Regions from separate parts of the Mus musculus genome. Here region 1 is linked to region 2. Evidence: chromatin contacts called from public HiCAR-type data. All regions are on one chromosome and are shown on one strand. The core of a region is the stretch at or near the end of the contact, and the rest is flanking DNA. Distances in the headings are between cores, read along the strand shown.

The links. HiCAR-type assays count read pairs that join an accessible place to other places.
Region 1: a contact with region 2 is called in a HiCAR-type map of fibro-adipogenic progenitors, with 8 times the contacts expected there. The contact joins two enhancer-like sites. A contact is called at or near these places in 5 of 484 Hi-C or Micro-C datasets (embryonic fibroblasts, muscle stem cells, myocytes and 2 more) and 3 of 115 datasets of contacts at active chromatin or transcription factors (fibro-adipogenic progenitors, heart atrium and neural progenitor cells).

Annotation. Positions count from the first base shown.
Region 1 is chr4:81,911,542-81,916,833 of GRCm38.p6, reverse strand. No RefSeq gene overlaps it. Among named protein-coding and RNA genes, the nearest start is that of Gm46886, 20 kb to the left of the region's middle. Within about 2 kb of position 3,978, at least 16 of the 459 cell types and tissues checked have an H3K27ac peak or open chromatin away from gene starts, as enhancers often do. A contact at or near this core is called in fibro-adipogenic progenitors, where this site is marked.
Region 2 is chr4:81,558,730-81,564,337 of GRCm38.p6, reverse strand. No RefSeq gene overlaps it. Among named protein-coding and RNA genes, the nearest start is that of Mpdz, 120 kb to the right of the region's middle. Within about 2 kb of position 2,682, at least 18 of the 459 cell types and tissues checked have an H3K27ac peak or open chromatin away from gene starts, as enhancers often do. A contact at or near this core is called in fibro-adipogenic progenitors, where this site is marked.

The DNA of each region.
Region 1 (5,292 bases), core at 2,729-5,228, 350 kb before region 2:
TCTACTCCACACATATGCAGTCGATGTGCAGATTGCTATTCATGTAGGTCCCCCAACTACTGGGGCTTAGCACAACTTTGTTGCCTGCCTTTGTGTCTTGGCTGGACTCAGTGGGAGAGAATGCACCTAGTCCTGCAGTAACTTGAAGTGTCAAGATGTATGTTGGTACCCAGCGTGGCCCTCATCCTTCTCAGAGATGAAGAGGAGTAGACACGTGGGGGGAGTACTGGGAGGAGGGAGGCTGTGATGAGGATGTAAAGTGAATAAACACATAAATTAGTTAATGGGTAAAAAATCCTTGCCATCCTGTGTAGTGATAATTAGTTCAAACTTTTGTTTCTGGGCTCTGTTTCTTTTCTTGGGACGATTTACTTAGCCTCTTGCAATTTCCCTTTACTTATCTATAAGAAAGCCAGCATCATATATCTTAGAGAGCTGTGATAGGGGATGTAAAAAAGATATCTGCCAAAATTCCTGGCACAAATTCAGCACTCAATCAATACGTTTTAGCTAATGTTATCTTAAGACCTGTCTATGCTGGTGCATTAGATCATAATTTTAGGGCAGCAAGAACAATTTCAAATTCCAGTGACTAGGGAGGATGGGCCCTGTAAATCAATGGTCAGGTTTTGTGCAGTGCAGAGCAGAACTTAAAGAACTAAATATTTTTAGCATGTGCTTTGGAGTGGGGCTAGATCAGAAAGGATCTGACTATATTGTATGATCACACAATTTGTCAGCATAGTCCTTCACTCTTCTCTATATATTTATAGATACATGCGTGGGAGGCTTTCCAATGAGATCACCACCTTTTGGATTTTAGCTGAATTCATTTCTCCTCGTCATTTAAATAAAGCAGCTACATAAAAATTTTTCTAGAATTTTATGGAATGTGCCCAATGTTCTTGTATTTCAACCTACAAAAGAGCATTCCATATTCTTTTATAATTTATTTCCTTATCTGAATATGTTTTATAGAAATAGAATCAAATAGGTCCTTTATCTTGGCAAAGGGTACATAACCTCTAAACCATTGACTCATTTACTGTAACTAATAATTATATATATATATATATATATATATATATGTATATATATATATATATATATATATATACACACACATATATATATGTATATATATATATGTGTGTGTGTGTATACATATATATACATATATATATGTATATATATATACATATATATATACGTATATATATTATTCTTCCTACTTATTTATTTACCCTGCCAATTTCTCATCCTTATATTTCTTTTAGAAACAAATGCCCTTTCTTTAGCTTTAACCTACAGGTCTTCCACTAAGGTATATAAATTCATGTCTAGGCTACCCTCTATGGACTTGAAAACATCTTCAAGATCCAAGAAATGATCCTTTCTACACTCTAAGAATTAAACAAAATAGACTCCTAAGAGGTTATTTCTTCTCCTCTAGTTACTTTATGGGAAAAAAGTGGGGTATTTTTCCATGACAATTACCTAGAAGTGTCACCATCTCTGTTTTGGCGGTCTTGCTGATATGAAAATGCAGTCACTGGCTATGAATCAGCCATGGTACCTTAAAGGAAAAAGAGTCTCATTGGAGGAGTTTTGGATTTCCTTTCCATGTGGGCTCAGGAATGTATGATTCTTGGCATATAAATAGGAAATAATATGATTCATTATTTACCCAAAGATGAATCCATTGTTGAGAAACTTGAATTGGGCCAATTTGCCTTCGGCTGTATTTAGAGGGCAGTTTACCAAATCTGATACTTAAAAGAAATTATAAAATCAATTTTTTTGAACTCATACCCCTACTGAATCATCATTGATATGTTTGCATGATATTCTACATATATTTGAACTACATATGATGAACTAGGTTTTTTTCTATAAAAATCCTTCAAAATTCCTAAGCTCACAGAAGCCAAATAATTAATGAGGCAATTGTATTTGTTTTCCTAATGTGATCAGAGCCAAAGAAAAGCATGGCACAACCCAGAGACCTGTCAACAGCAGCCATTTATTCAGGGTTGGACTTCTTGCCCCATACATAGACTCCCATAATACACCTAGATTAAAAATTCCTTGCACTGAACAACAAGAATGGTGTTTGTATCTGTTTCATCATTACATGTACCTTTGTGCTATCTTATTTATTCAGGAATGCTACTCCCCTCAGCTCTCCATCTTATATCTTATAATGTGATTGCACTTGCTTATAACTCTCTTCTATTAAAGATCTCTAGATATCAACATTATCATCCTTAAAATACGTGATATTTGTAAATGATTCAGCTTCCTAAAGCATAGTTTCCTTATCTATATGATAAATATAATGCCTCATAGCAATTTAATGACAATTAAACATAAAAAATATGAGGAAAAGTGATTGGGAGCGAGTAGATGGTACAAGAATTGGTTTTTTTTCTCCCATTTCACCTTTGACTGCACCCCATTCAGCTTTATGACTTACACTGCATCAAATTCAGTCTAATTTCCAAGGTTTCAAGACACCTGTCTAGAGAGTGAAAATGAATGCAGCCATCCAGGTGTTTGGCCTTGGTGATGACAGACGTCAAACACTTTCTGAGCCATCTGGGTGTCTAGCATGCATATTCCTTACACTTGTATCCTGATCTATGTAGCTGAGGTCAGAGGGAAAAACATTATCAGAGTTTTCAAAAAATGTATAGCAGCAAGTTTTTAGAAGGCTGTGTGGATGTAGTTCGTTTCCTTTCAACTGGTTCCTATTTAAGCAACTTTTGAAAAGCAAAAGATATTTAATTTTAATATTTTTTCTGAAATCTAGACATCTTACAAAAGACAAGGAAATGTCTGTGTGCTATAAACACCACAAATTAAGAATAAGAAAATCTTCATGATGTTTTAAGGCTTGAGAATTAGATTGTTAACATCACGGAGGCACGGAGGAAGACTTTTGACATTCATCCATAAATTTCCACTTCAGATCATGACCAATTTTTTTGCATCTAAATTGCATGTGGCTGGAGCTATGTGAGAACAAAGCCCATGTACTGTATACAAAAAAGCACACAGAATAATTCCACCTTTCTTCCTGACCCTGACCATTATGTGACTCTGACATGATGTTTTCCCAGACATTTTTTAAAATGTTGTTTGGAAGCCAGAGAGAACAAACATTATTTCACTGCAGCCAGTCACACGTGCATCCAGTCATTGTAATCCAGCATCTGCCATCCAGGTCGTTGCTTAAATAGATGCTGCATTAAGATCTGATGTCCTGTGAGCAGCTGCTGCAATTCTCCTCAGTCACAGGGATGAATCTTGGATAACATTTCTGGCTCCGAGAAATCCCCAAGTCGCAGAGAGACGATTTGGTTGACCTAGCCGCTTTGCACTCCCGTTACAGCATGTTCCACAGCAAAGTCCCCGGGGATAACGTGAGAGTTTTTAACAGTGCCGAAAGCCACCCTGTAATCATCCTATGTGGATTTCACTAGCATTCCAAGGCATCTCAAACAATTCCAAGAAGACTTTGGGGGACCTAGGAGGTTTTCTAAACATTTTCTTTCTGCTTGAAAACACTGAAGATAAACAGCTCCCCACAGGTACCACAACATTAGAGTTATTTGATCGTGAATACAAGCCATCAACTGTCATTGCACCTCAAGACAACTGAGTGGCCCAAAGACATCATTCCTGAAAAACTCCCAAAAAGTGTTGTTTTTCATACCTTTACATTAAAAAATGGGATGTTAGGAGGCAGTAATTTACTTCAATATTCTGTATTCTGATTAATTTGTTATCTAAAAGCAGAAATAAGTAGCAGGAGAGGAAGAAAGAACATTCCTGTTAAGTGGATTTGTTGGTAATATGACCAGCTGCAAAGTAGTGTGGAAGAGAGAGGCTGCCAAGAGGCAGTGTCTACAATAGTTGATTGTCTTGGAGTCCGTTATTGGTAGGATCTTCAGCCATTAAAACTGGAACATGACAACCAGCCTTGGCTTAGGGGCAAGAACTCTAAATTTGTAGTCAAACAAGTATCCCTAAGCCAGTTGGAACAGGCTGTGAGAACCAAATACTGCATTTTTCTGGAATTGTGGAAACCATTAATGTTACCTTGGTGGCTTAAAATTGGCCATAGCAGCAGTATTCATACTGTGGTTGGGAACATATGACAGAAACCAGGGCTTTTATTTCTTGAAGAGATTGTTGCTAAGCTTTCATTAGCTTTTAGCAAACCAATCAAACTGAACTTTTGAAAAGTCTAACGTGTGCCACTTGTGACACAGGGAAATGACAAAGCAGTAATGATCTGAGACAGAGCGACAGTCTTTGAGTTAGGAACGGGAATGATATACAATTGTAATACTCTTATCAGGATCCAATCAGGTGTTCTTCGTAACCCACATTTTATGTTCATTTGGATATATTATTCACTTAATAAATATTAATAGAGCATAATTTCCTTTTTTGGCTTGGATTTGCTGCTAGTGCTGGAGACAAGAGGATGAGTAGATTGGCACGGACCTCAGAGACATCAAATCCTGATTACAAGATAATATTGACAACTTTGGTGTGAAATATAAATGCTCAAGATTGGAAGAGAGAGAAATGAGCCACTGCTTCCAATATTTGTTAAGGTACTAGTAGTTCATTCTATAGGAAGAAAGTTTATATATCTGTTTCTAGACATTCTCACTGGCAGATATTTTAGTTTAGAACCAGTGTTTAAGACTACTGTAGAAAGGCATGCAAAGCAGAGAAACACTCTGGATTTGGAAAAGCATCCGTATGAGTTTGTTATGAGAGTAGAGCTGTATCCTCAAAGAAAATCTTCACTGTCTCACCTTATGCCCTTCCAACTGATTCCTCTGGGTCCAAAAGTTGAGTTATATTGGAGTCTATTGGAATTAAACTCTAAAAGGTAAATATTTGTAGTAGGCTTTCACGTTTTGTATTAGTACTAAATATCTGTACTCTCAGACGTTAGGTTCTTCATATAATAACTGTGACTGAATACCTGACACAAGCAATTTGAATGGAGGAAGAGTTAATTTTGGCTCATAAGTATTCAGTCCATGGTCACTGGCTCTGTTGATTGTAGATGCATGGTAAGGCAGAACCCCACAGAGACTGGAGCATGTGGCAGAGGCTACTCACATGGCAGGAAAGAAGCAGAGAGAAGAGAGGGGACGGGAACCAAATATAACCTTTACTGCCTCATTACTCCAGTTAGTTACTACCTGGTAATGTTTCTGTTTATTCCTAAATCATTGTCACTAGCTAGGGAACAATCATTCAGAG
Region 2 (5,608 bases), core at 1,433-3,932:
CAATAAAAATTTCCTGTTCCACTAACAAATTGTGAACCATTTCCTAGCCTGGGAGCCTTTATTACAGTCAGGGCAAAAGCTAAAAAACAATTAGGGTTGGGTTAACATTCGCATTTACTACCACCAGGCACAAATATGAAACTTGGATTCCGAAAACTGAGAAGTCTTAATGGAAGTTTCAGATTCTTACATTATACTTCCATGCTTCTTGCTGTGTTAAAAAAAAAAAAAAAAATCCAAGCTCTTTCTTTATGGTTATTTCTTTTAGGAACCATAGATCATTTCTAATTCTCACACAACTTTGAGGCAAAGATACACTGGGTTCTTTTACTAAGTGCTAACATTTGCTGCAATGGGTATTTTAATTAAGGCAATCAAAGAACTGAAAAATAAAATAAAAAATATGTTCCTGCCAAAGCCCTTGCTCCAGACTTCGTGGAGACTGCCACGGTCTACACCTGCAATGAATCTCATTGGTCTCACTCCGTGAGTGCTGCCGCTGCCTTAAATCCCCCCACGCACTGCAGCGTTGGCCACATTTTTATGCAGCCTGGCTCCCTGCTCTGAAGCAGAACTCCTGAACAGCACATTCTGATGTTCTCCAGTCTCACTCACTTCACCAAGTGAGACCTGACAAGCTTTACACGAGAGGCGGGTGTGAGAGAGTCAGGAATGTTGGTGTGAAGGCACCAGAAGGCAAAGCAAGCGTTTCCTACTGACAGAGGAAGGAGCAGAGTGGCCTGAGCTTGCTGCGTGGATGCTCTGGCTCCACTGCACAGGCTTTCCCCGACGACCCTCCCTCACCTCCACCAGTCTGTGGTGGGAGGGTTGCCATAAATTTCTAGTAAATTGTAGGCTGCTAAATTAGAAGCGTTCTTCAACTCTCACCTCCTCCCATCAACTCCTCGCCTTTATAACTGTATTCTCTCACTCTGGCACGCGCACACGTGTGTGCATATACATACATACATACATACATACATACATACATACACACACAGACAGAGAGAGAGAGAGAGAGAGAGAGAGAGAGAGAGAGAGAGAGAGAGAGAGAGATGCTACCTTTATCATCCAGAAAGAAACATTTCTGTTAAATCGCCACCCTTCGTATTAAACTTTCTGTTGTAATTTAGGAAACCACAGTGGTTTCCTAAAGCATTCCTAACTGTGTCAAAGCTTCAGAGAATCTTTTTTCCTACGGCAGGTTCTTCCCCCACCCCATTCAAGGGTCTTCTCTGCTGTTTCTAAACTGTGTGACCTAAGGTAGGACACTCAAACTTGTTAATCTCGGATTACTTCTTTCATGGAAAGAGGATGGTAACAGCATTCTACTTAATCTATGGGGTTTACTGAGATTCTCATGAGATAAAGTTTACAATATACTCTAATAGGATGTCTGGTACATAAGAAACAACCCTTACTATTTCTGCATACATAATGAACAAGAAAAACGTCTCAGGTGAATGAACCAATGTACTACTGAACCTGTGTGTGGCGTGACACTGTCCTTCCGTGGGTTTCTAAAGGCAACTGCCTCTGGACAAAATGTGCAGGGAGGGCAGCAGCTCAAATCTCAGATTCAGAAGTGGGTAAATTTCCTTCTAGCCTTGTCTGGGAGACATCTCTGCCTGCTCATGGCTTTGAATCAGTTAAACTCTTTTAGCTTTGTGGCGCTACCCTACAAAGGGAGGGCATTGTCTAGTTCACACTGCTAAGTTAAGACTATGTGGCCACAGGTCTTGGTGAATGAACCCCTTCCGCAGGAGCTTCTCTTTCCCTTTCTCCCTCTCTCCCTCCCTCCCTCCCTCTCTCTGTCTCTCTGTCTCTGTCTCTGTCTCTGTCTTTCTGTCTCTGTCTCTCTCTCTCTGTCTCTCTGTCTCTCTCTGTCTCTCTCTCTCTGTCTCTCTCTCTGTCTCTCTCTCTCTCTCTCTCTCTCTCTCTCTCTCTCTCTCTCTCTCTCTCTCTCTCTCTCTCTCTCTGCTTTCTCCTGCCAGATAGACCCCTTAGAAGCCTGTCTTTCAGTCTTGCCTTCAAGGTCATCTCCCTTCATTTTGCCTTTTCTCAGGCAGCGCTTCCTTGTGGAAACCATCTCTGATGTTGCTCAGCAGGCCATACCCATTTTACATGTTCTTCCACATAAAGAGAGGCCCCCATTGTGGTAGCTAGCTCAGATTTAAGGTTTCCCAAGATGGGTTGCTTTCCACCAAGACAACCCACATCCAGGCTGGGTGACTATTCTGTTCACGTCTATATTCCACTACCTGGCAGAAAGAAGGGCCTAATATCATCTGTTGACTATACAGATGGAAACCCAGTAGAAGATTAGGTACTTAAAGAAAGACATTCATTATTATAAAAGCCCAATATCAAAGCAGTCCAGAAGTCCTGCAGAGATTGCTCAGAGCTTGTTTTCTTCCCAGATGTCTCCAGCAAGGTCAGACCCTCTTAGGATCAAAAAACCAAAGAACGAAGGCCTCAAAACCAACAAGCTCTTATTAAAATGTTTGCTACCGGATGGCATCCATTTCCCTGGGTTTTCCTAAGCACTGCTCTGTCTTATAATTAAAACAGCCTCTTCAGCTGCGAAATGCTCTGGATGTGATGACAGCCACTGTGAATTGTGCTCTCCGACTGGGACTTCTATGCAGCCCTGGGCCTGGAAATGATTTATTCTGGGAAGGGAGCCTCTGTGTATTGAGACGCTGAGCATATTTGTGGGGGTGGAGGCTGGACCTGCCTCCTCAGATGGGCTTTCCCCTCTGTGTGTATATTTATTCAAGCACTCACCCCTTTAAAATATGACACTGGCTTCAAGGGGCAGTAAGGCTTGGGAAATATTTTAATGCCATAATACAAGACACTAGATGTGTAGAACACAGATGTGGAGAAAAAAGTGAGCTGTGTTCACAATTCCACTCATTAAAGAGCCTCGGAGTCCTGAAGGACAGGAAACACTACTGTGCATTGCCTTGATGTGGGCATTGCCCTTTCACCCGTATGATCACTATCAATCCCTCAATGCCTCACACAGCTCCCACCACCTCCCTGGCTTTCCACCCTAGGACCTATTCTTGCAGTTTCCAGAACATCACTTTGGCATGCCTTGCTAACAGTTCTGAAGCCTGTCTGCCACCCTCCTCCCTTTTCCTTCTGTCAGCCCTTCCCTCCCACCATTCCCTCCCTCCTTCCCTCCCTCCCTGCAGCTTCCCTCCTCTCCCTTCTTTTTATCTTCTTTTCCTCTCTTCCCCCTTTGCCTTCTTTACTTGTCCTCCATCTTTTACTTCCTTATTCCTTCCTTTCCTTTCTCTTCTCCCATCCTTCGTCCTTACTCTTTCCTGCCATCCTTTCTCAAGTCTCTTTTCCTTTTCTCCTTCTCTTTTTCCTTTTCTTTTCCTTTCTTCTTTCCTTCCTTTTTACTTCCTTTTTGGTTCTTTTTTTCCTTCCTTTTTGTTACTTCCTGGATCTCTCTTTGCCTTCCTCCTGCTTTTCGTCTTACCTCTTTCCTTTCTCCATCTTTCCCTTCCTTTTGATCTTCATCTCTTCCTTCTTTTTGTTTGCTTTCCTCCTCCCCACTCTTTTACAACCTAGTTTCTTTCTCCTTTTATCCTTCATTTCTTCTTCCTTTCTCCTTCCAAATTTTTCCTTTCATACTCCTTCTATCCTTGACTTTGTTTCCTCCTTCCTTCTTCCTTTCTTGTGTCTTTCCTTCCTTCTCCTATTTCTTCTTTAGATACTCACGAGCATGGGGACATGGTGGAGAGTCAACCCTCCTGAGAAGGGCGATGTAGGATATTGCTAGGGTGCCTGTTGGGTTGGAAACAGCAAGTCCTAGGATGGCAGTCCTTGATCTTCACTTCCGATCCTTTCCTTGAATGTAGATCTAGCTTGTAGGACACCCCTTATATCACCATTGTACCATTAAAATTAAAAGAGCATGGGATATCATCCTATTACCTGACCCCTCCCAAGGTCATTATCTAGTTAAAGGAATCCCCATGCTGGTATTGCAAGAATTTTGTGTTTTTGCTTCTACTCTATGGTAAGGAAACATAAATAAATTCCTTTAGGAAACTGAGAAGTTCAGACAAGTATAAAGAAAGAAACTTAACAGCTGCCACGTTTGTCAGTACTGCAAGCAATGCTCCTGTCACTCCTTCCTTTGGCAACAGTCTGAGGATGCATGCTCAGATCCTCCCGAATTTACCCAGAAGACAAGCAAAGGGCATCTAGGGAACACAGTGACAAGTGGTAGAGCTGGCAGTCTAAAAGTGACAGTAAAAACAGCCAGTGAAGCCGGGCATGGTGGTGCATGCCTATAGTCCCAGCACTTGGGAGGCAGAGGCAGGCGAATTTTTGAGTTCAAGGCGAGCCTGGTCTACAGTGAGTTCCAGGACAGAGAAACCGCTGTTGCCCCAGGTGTCAGGCACTGGTGGAGCTCCTCGGGAGACAGCTATATCAGGCTCCAGTCAGCAAGCACTTGTTGGCATCCACAATAGAGTCTGGGTTTGGTGGTTGTATATGGGATGGATCCCCAGGTTGGGCAGTCTATGGATAGACTTTCCTTCAGTCTCTGCTCCACACTTTGTCTCTGTAACTCCTTCCATGGGTATCTTGTTCCTCCTTCTAAGAAAGACCAAAATATCCATGCTTTGTTCTTCCTTCTTCTTGAGCTTCTTTTGGGAGGAGAGGCCCTTGGTCCTGTGAAGGCTTGATTTCCCCAGTGTAGGAGAATGCCAGAACAGGGAAGTGGGAGTGGGTGGGTTAGTGAAAGGGGAAGGGGGGATGGAATAAGGGTTTTCGGAGGGGAACCTAGGAAAGGGGATAACATTTGAAATATAAATAAAGAAAAAGAAGAAGAAGAAGAAGAGGAAGAGGAAGAGGAAGAGGAAGAGGAAGAGGAGGAAGAGGAAGAAGAAGAAGAAGAAGAAGAAGAAGAAGAAGAAGAAGAAGAAGAAGAAGAAGAAGAAGAAGAAGAAGAAGAAGAAGAAGAATTAAAAAAAAAAACGGGCCAAAGAGTTATTAAATAAAGATAGAGAACAAGAAGTTGAAGAGGCAGGGTAGGGAAGTGGAAGATAGATCTGGAAGGAGCCAAGGACAGTATCAGGGGGTATAAATATGGTCAAAATACCTTGCATACAATTCTGAAAAAAATTAATTAAAATCATTTAAATAAGAATAAATAAGCTGAGCCAGGTGGTGGTGGCACATGCCTTTAATTCTAGCACTTGGGAGGCAGAGGCAGGTGGGTTTCTGAGTTCGAGGCCAGCCTGGTCTACAAAGTGACTTCCAGGACAGCCAGGGCTATACAGAGAAACCCTGTCTCAAAAACAAAAACAAAAACAAAAACAAAAACAAAAACAAAAAACAAAAGAAAGAAAGAAAGAAAGAAAGAAAGAAAAAAAGAAAGAAAGGAAGGAAGGAAGGAAGGAAGGAGGAAGGAAGGAAGGAAGGAAGGAAGGAAGGAAGGAAGGAAGGAAAGAAAGAAAGAAAGAAAGAAAGAAAGAAAGAAAGAAAGAAAGAAAGAAAGAAAGAAAGAAAGAGAAAGCTGAAACAAACAAAAGAACACACACACATTGTAAATTTCAAATTCTCCATCCAATTACAGATC